2 separate regions of the Urocitellus parryii genome follow, and region 2 is linked to region 1. Evidence: chromatin contacts called from public Hi-C data. All regions are on one chromosome and are shown on one strand. The core of a region is the stretch at or near the end of the contact, and the rest is flanking DNA. Distances in the headings are between cores, read along the strand shown.

What was found. Hi-C and Micro-C count contacts between places; a contact is called where the count stands out from the background.
Region 2: a contact with region 1 is called in a Hi-C map of liver, with 4 times the contacts expected there. The contact joins the promoter of Larp4b here to the promoter of Wdr37 in region 1. A contact is called at or near these places in 2 of 2 Hi-C or Micro-C datasets (liver and muscle).

What each region holds. Positions count from the first base shown.
Region 1 is chr9:79,100,210-79,104,371 of mUroPar1.hap1, reverse strand. Wdr37 (WD repeat domain 37) reads left to right here and starts at 1,917. Exons shown (of 15, transcript XM_026412564.2): 1 at 1,917-2,024; 2 at 2,114-2,177.
Region 2 is chr9:79,300,207-79,304,140 of mUroPar1.hap1, reverse strand. It overlaps Larp4b (La ribonucleoprotein 4B), which reads right to left and starts at 2,233. Exons shown (of 18, transcript XM_026413245.2): 1 at 1,965-2,233.

The DNA of each region.
Region 1 (4,162 bases), core at 668-3,167:
GATTCATACAGCTATTTTCATATAGTTAGTAGTAATAAAAATTGAAGAGACTCAGGAGAAGGTTTCCCCTCAACCACTTATTCTGCTGCTTTGGGATAGTTACTAAATATCTTAAAGCACTCTTCTATAAGAGAGGCTTAACAATACCTCATTCATTAACTGTGCATTGCTATATAATGTAAATGGGTTGCAAGTTATGTGGTATTGATAAACAAAAGGATAGTAACTGTGTGCTTAGAGACCAGTATAAAGTTATTTAAAGTATCTTCTTTTTCATTTGTATGTACCTTTTGCCAACAGAGATATGGTTTTCTAACACCATCTGGAACAGGTTTACAATATACGTTTGATTATTAATTAGGTAGAGTTTTCCAATAATTTTCCCATGATTACTACTTCATTTTGAAAATATCTAAGTGTCATGATAATGAGAACAATGCTGATTTGTTTCTTTATACAAAAATCATGCATATTCCTTTTATTAGATACAAACCAAACATACTTGTTGAGATTAGAATAGTTTTCCCTTTTGTCTGTCACATGGACAAGACACAAACGAAGGCTCTACTCGAAAACTAGAATGAGGAAAGATGGCAAGTACTTGGTGGGTGAAACTTAACACAGAGGATGTGATAATATTTTTTCAACGTGAGACTGGCAGCATTTACCCATCAGTTCTTCTTCCAGTATCATAGATGAGGTCCAGGTGACCTAGGTCAGCAAGTCAGTACTGACTGATGTCCTCATCAGTCATCCAAATGAAGAAACAGACATATACAGGGAGAATGCCATGTGAAGACTGAATTTTTACTGCCACAGAGAAGGAACACCAAGGATTGATGGTAAACTCCAGAAACAGGCATGGATAGATTTCACTCTCATATTTCTCAGAATGAAACAACCTTGCCAACAACTTGGAGGTCTAACCTCTAGAACTCTAAAGAGAGAAAATTTCTGTTCAAGCCACCCATTCTGTGATTTTGTTACTGCAGCCCTATCAAAGTATACACAGTGGGGATAATGTGGACCTTGGCATCTGGATCTTAATCCTTGTGCTGCATTCTGTCTTTTTCACTTTTGAAGTCATTTCAATGTTCTCATATTTAGGTAAAATTCAGTTTAGAATAGAAGTTTCCACTTTTGTGTTCTTGGGGATTAAAGAAGTTACAAATTATTTGAATTGACTGGCCCTCAAAACTTGATTCCTTTCTTTTGGTTTTGTGATACCGCATAATGTACTCAATTGTGGCTTTTGTGGAATCCTAAATATATCAAAGAAAAACATTACTATCATTAACAGTATCTTAAGTGCCATACAAACTGTGGATGTTATGTTGCAAAACAAAACCACCTAGTAGAATGTGAGTTAGTTGAATATGATAATGTGGGCTATTATGCCTAGCAGAATATCTTGTATAATATTTGTTGCTAAATAATATTTGTGACAACCTCCAAGTTTGGAAATGATTTCCCTAAAAATCCATATATCTTAGTTCATCTTGTAGAACTGTTTCCAGTGATAAGCTTTTATATTTACTGCAGAAGTAACTTCACGTTTTACTTTACATATATATCTTTGGTTATTTGAATCCTCAAGCACATTAAATTTGCTTCTTCTCCAAAAACATATCACTGTTTTTTGAATCTGAATCTCGAGTATTATTTTAAAATAATACTTTAAGTAATGCTTTCGTACTTTTGATTTAGTCCAGGTGAGCTTTAAAGACTCAGGTAGAGTTGTTTGCAGAGAAGGCTGTTTATGTAATGGTTCCAGTCTATTACGTAGTTTTCCAACCTAGATTAAGGCTTAAGTCCCACCTTTTGCAGTGAACAGCTGATTCTGTTTTCTCTTTTTTAGCCAATGGTGATCAAATATTTCAGAAGGAAACTGGGTGAGTCATCTTCTGCAGATAAGCTGAAATATTAATAGTTCTATCTCCATCAGGCTCCCCTGCAGGCAAATAACAAGACTACCACAGAGCGCTGCCAGTTAAGCGGTTAGCAGCAAATTAGCGTATAAAACGGTGTGGATTTGAAAGATTTCGAAATTGATTGTTATAAACAGTATACTTGACCTTGCATTTTAAGGGACTATTTTCCTTCTCGTCTCTAGTTCTTAGAGGACAGATGGATTTGAAACCTGCCTGACCGTGGATCCCCCCGGAACCCCTGCTGCGGTGAGTAGCTCGGGTGATTTCTCCCCGACTGGAGGCGCCCGGGGTCCTAGGAGGCGGTGCCCGAGCGCCTGGGTGGCCGTGGGACTGTAGGGCTGGGCTCGCTCGGGGCACAAGTCCCGGCGTGTCCGCGAGGCTCGAGCCCTCCGGCGTCCGAGCCCGCCCGTGTCACCAGGGGCGCCATGCCGCCCCCATCCCTAGGTCACTCGTTCGGCCCCTGCTCGCGCCCCGCTAGGGTTAGCTAGGGTGGCGGGGCGACTGCACCGTAGCGAAGCGCACAGACCTGCGGGGAACCAGGCCTGCGGGGCGGAAGCCAGGACAAGACTTCCGGCGGCGCCACGCTTGGGCGGAGCTTCCGGTGGCTCTGGATGTGGGGCGGTGGTCAAGAGGAACTTCCGGCGGTGCCGGAAGTGCGGGCACGGAAAGTTGGGGTCGCCGGGTCGCGTCAGTGCCGAGTCGGCCGGTGTCCTGCAGGTCTGCGGGTCAGTACTGCGGGCCGTGTCGTGGGGACTTACGGGCTGAGTGCTACCCGGGCTGGCTCCGGGCGGTGGGGAGCACAGCTGCTGTGACAGGTAAGTGCCGCCATCTTCCCAGCTGTCGGGCTCCTTGTCCTTCCCGTGGTACCTGGAGGAGGAGTGGGTCTGGGGGAGGGGTCGAGGTGGACGGGAGGATGCTGCAGAAGAGGATCGCGGTTCGGCAGGGGTAGGGCGGGCATGGGACGGTGTCAGGGTCGCATGGGCCGGTTTTCGAGGTGGACGAGGGTTCGCGGCGTCCTTTTCCCTCTCGTGTCCCAGAGCGGCACCTTCATGGGCTGCCAGTGTCGCGCGGGAAGCCACTTGGAGGCTGTTCGAAGACAGTGGTCTACGATTGCAAAGAGGGGGCCTTGGCAGGGCCCCTTGGAAGGAGCGGAGAGGGGCTGGAGTGCGCGGTGCGCGGATGCCAGGGTGGTTGCCCCGCGCAGTGCTTTTGGTTTCTCTTCTCAAGGCTTCTCCTCTCCTCCGTGTCCTCTGCCACCGCTCAGGCAGCTGTTCTCCGAATAAAACAGCAGCACCTGTAATATACCTGCCTTCCAAAGTTGCATGAATAAGCCCTTCACCTTGTGAGCTGAAACATCCGAATGTTAAGGGAGGATTTGAAAAATCAGTCGGACTTACACATTTTTTGTTCAGACATCTCACCCTCTGTGAAGTTGGTCCCTTGCCGTATGATGCCCACACCTGCCCCCCTTGCCTCCTGACCGCAAATTCCTGGTTTGGCAGTACCAATGAATAAGATGTGTCTCTTCCTCACTTCTAAGAATGTGATTTTTTTTCTTTATGCAACTTTGTAACTTTTTGTAACCCAGTAATTTTTCACTTTTTTATGAAGTGTGTTTTGTGATTATGATTGCTTATGATTCCTTTTCCTGCTTCCTTTTTATTTGTGGTTTTAAGCTTTGTAAGCCTGTCTTTATTCTCAGTCGGGGTTGAGATATGACCAGAGATTTGGATTCCTGCATCTCAACTGATGGCAGTAAAGCTTCATGACCTGCTTCAAGACTGACCCGGTGACTTTTTACTTATAGGCCACATCATTTGGAGGCCCTAGAGAGATCTCAGGCTCACAGGGATCCTGAAGCCTTGAACGGAGAGGCGGGTACTCTCCTTCTCTAGTTGTGGGAGCTCTCTGCCTTGTAAGATTCTGGGTCCCCTGTGGTAATGGATATGACCTTGCCCGTGAAGGAGTATCTGGTGTGGCTCATACTACATCTTGACCCTGATTGAGGGTATGGACAGCTTATAAAGCTAAGAAACACAAAAGCGGGGGAGGCAGAAGATGCAATCATAATCACAAGATACAGTTCATAAAAATGGAAAATTACCAGGTTATAAAAAAGTTACAAAGTTGCATTTTAAAAAATCACATTCTTAGAAGAGAGGAAGGAGAAGAGACATGTCTCTATACATTGGTACTGCCAAACCAGGAACTTGCAGTCAGGAGGCAAGGAG
Region 2 (3,934 bases), core at 984-3,483, 200 kb before region 1:
TAATTTCAGCTACTCATCTAGAGAACATGGCAAAATGAATGCTAAAAAAATTCTATAGTTATATTATCATCTATTTTCTCTCTGGTTCCTACTCAAATGTAGTGTAACTTCTTTGTCCAAATTTACATTCTGCCTTTAGAACCTGTCTTCTCTGCCCAGATACCCCTGATCAAGGAAAACAAACAAATTCTGCTAATAAAATTAACAGTTACACAGTAAACATTAAAACAGCAGTTCAATAATAAAAATGGCCAAAAAAGCCAACATCTACACGTTTGTGATACAATAGTCCTGTAAGGGTATTATCATCCCTCTTTAACAGAAAATCAAAGCACCAAGAAAATAATTTCTAATAAATAAGAAGCCATGTCATTTTTTATTCCTGTAAACAGTCACATTAATATTTGAGAATACAATTTATTTCCCTTTCTTCAAAGCAAGTATATAAATTAAATTTATGGTTGACTAAATAACGTGTTAATTTGATGCCTTTCAAGAAAGTATTTCACTTTAACAACTCAAGCAAACCTCCTTAAGTCATTTCTTGTATAGTTTGATTACAAAACTGCCTTTCAGTACATTAAACACAGAGGAAAAAGCCACAACCATTTCAACTTCTGTAAATTACCCTGACTGTAAATTAGGGGAGCCAGGCAGGTTGGGGAAGTATGGAAATCGCATACAGTCTGACCACCCCCAAAAAGTGAACATCACTTCTCTCTCCCTTTGTGGCCTTTGCAAACTACAACTCAGCACAAATTCAGTATTTAACACAACCGAAAATAACAGCTAAATATCCTGCCCCCACAAAAAAAAATTCAAATGAGAAAATGACTTTATTATTTACTTATACATTCACTTCAAGTTGCTATTATCTCTATCAAACCCCTTGCACTTTATGTTTATACTTACAAACTAACTATACTACACAGTCAAGGGAAGTCCGTTTATTCAGTTACAGAAAACCTCAAACTTTGAATTTATGATGAAGTCCAGATATTTTGCTGCCAGTGAAAGGGTCTCAAATGAAAGACAGGCAGAGATAATTTTCGCAGGTTCCATCTCAGCTAAAATTCAAAACCGTATTACATGAAAACGAGGGAGAAGGCCAGATTACATTCACTAATAAAAGTTACAATAAGCAATGACCTGAAGTCGAAATTGCTCTCGACGTTCCAACCGTACACCACCGAGAAGGAGGTGGCTAAGAAGTTCCTGACCAGTTCCTGTGCAGACTGTAGGTCCCAGTCCTGTGACGAACGCTGGGAATCTACCCGTTTGACTTTCATTTTTTAATTCCTTCAGGATGTACCCCTGCTCGGATCTATCAAGTGGGAAAAGTAGCATTCCAAACACTCGAGCGACAAGATCCCAACTTCCTGGTTCTAAAGGAATGCGATTCCCTAATGACCCATCCCTGACGGAGAAGCAGCGAGGCCGCCTGGGCCGAGCTCCGGCGGGACGGAGGGGGCGAGGCCCCGCGCCGCACTGCGGGTCCCGGCGCCGGCCCGGCCCGGGGGGCGCTCGCGGCCCACGACCCCAGCCCATTCTCCTCGGGCTGCACGGGCGAACCCGCCGGGCCTAAGGCATACGGCCTCGGGGGCGCCCCTGGACCCGCCCCGCCGCGCCACAACCCTGCCGGCCAGGCCGTGCTGGTCCCGTTCGGCCCCGGCCCGCAAGTCCTCCCCGCCCCACCTGACCCCAGCACCGGCCCCACTGGTCACCCCCGGCCCCAGTGTTGCCCGACCCTCCAAACCCAGGCCCCAGCCGCAGTCGTCCCCGACCAGAGCCTGGCCCCGGCCCTGCCCAGGTCCTCCCCGACCTGGCCCGGCCCTGCCCTGCCCGCCGCGGGCCGCGTCCCTCCGGGAAGATGGCGGCCCGGTGACAGACGGGCGCGGGCGCGGGTCCGAGCACCGGCCGAAGAGGGAGGCAGCCCAGCCGATGGCCAAGGAAGGCCGGCTCACCTGTCAGCGCCGCCCGCCCCGCCCGACCGGCCGCCCGCGGGCTCCTCGCCGCAGCCCCGGTGCCCGGCGACCGCGCAACACGCGGGGACGGCCGAGGAGGGAGACGGCAGGAAGAGGCGGCGCGGCCGGGCCGGGCCGAAGGCAGGAAAGAAGTGCGGGCGCTGGCTGGCTGCGGCGGGGATGGATTCTTCCCCTTTCGGGCCCGAAAATGTCTCAACCTCGAGACTCCGGATCCCCAACGCTCCTTCCCGTTCGCATGAGAACACACAGCTCCCACTTCCGGGGACCTGCGGAAGTCCCGCCCCCGCGCGTCCCCGCGCCCTGCTCCGGCGCACTCACCCGCCGGGCCAGCCGACTGGCGATCGGTGCCCGGGAGAGTCTCACGTCATGGCAGCGCAACGCAGTGATTGGATGCGCGCGGCACCCGGGCCGCCCTTCCGCCTCCCTTGGCCTCTCCGCGCGCACCCCTCTCGCGGCATCTGTGATTGGCGCATGCGCGCACGCCGTCCGCCCGCCCCGCGGCGCGCACACCTCCCTTCCCTACCGCGCCCCGCCCCGCGCCCGCGGCACTCTCGGCGCACGCACGCTGCCCGATCCGCCCCACGCCGCCGCACGCCTCTCGCCACGCCCCGCGGCCCCGCCTGCAGGCCGTGGGCTGGGAGGTTGTTTCTGTTCAGGTCTTGGGAGCGACCTGACCCTGGTGCTGCGGTCGCTGCGTGTACCTCTCATAGGCAGCAGGGAACACTCAGGTCGAGGACGCTTGCCTCTGTTCCCTGCCCCGATACCTCGACCCCTGCCCTTGCCCCGGTGCCACCCACCGACAGTGGGACGCCTGCGCCCCCCACCACCACTGCGACTGGTTCCTGTGTCGCTTCCCCAGGGCCTGGACTCCATTCTTGTCTGCGTGCCTCAGGACGGAAACCCCTTCCCAACCCTGCCCATCGGGACCGCGACCCCTATCCTGGACCCTCGCGCCATTGGCGATGGCGACCTTGGCCCAGAGTCCCCTCCCCGCCCCCCCCCCGCCCCCAGCGAGGCCCTGGGTCTGGAAGACTGGCTTTTGCAAGTGAGGAATGTGGACGAAGGGTTGGATCAGAGAAACTAAAGGTGTTTTCAGTAGCTCCTGAGCGGGGTCCACGAAAACTCCGTGCGATTTCAACGAGAATGGAAAGACTCTTCCAAAACAAGAATGTCTTACCCTCCCTTGATCAATTTTAGGGGGGAAACCACAAAGCATTTCCTTTAAGCTTATTGCCTGGTTTTCTGTATCCTTGCTCTTGATGATATATATCATACATGAATTATTTCAAATTTTGTGGTCCCCCTCCCCCGTCCCCATTAAAAAGGCGTTGGGCTAAGGGAATGTGACTTAGTACTAGAGTGCTTGCCTAGCCATGGGTTCTCCCCTCAAGCACAGGGGGGGAGACTATTCTGGATTTGAGCTTTGGGTTCTGCCCCTAGCATGGTGGAGGGTTTGGGTATGTCTATTCGTGGTCTTTGTTTACCTGTGCTGCTTGTTCCTTCCTATCCATGATGTTCAAATTCTGACAGTTCTACATTTTGGAAGAAAGCCTCCTGGACTCCTCCCCCCTTATATTGGGTAGATGTGTAGTGCCATCCTTATCAATGTCTTCTCCTTTGTAATACCTGTCACATCCGAAAAAAATCGCAGATTAAATATTCATAGCTATATTTTTACAGATAATAATCACCTAAGATTGAGTTTTCCTCTAATATTGAAAGCATATATGATAATTCAGGAGAAAAAAATGAATTAAAACATTTCTCCCTCTCCCTAGTATGTTTGCCTTCTGTTACTATCCATCATTCATAGTGCCAACAAGCATTTCCTTAAAAATTTTTGTCACCACCTTTTCATTAAAGGCCTTCACTGGTTCCTTGTTTTTCGTTTGTTTGTTTGTTTTGGTTTTTTTTGTTTTGTTTTGTTTTGTTTTCCCTACAGGTAAAAC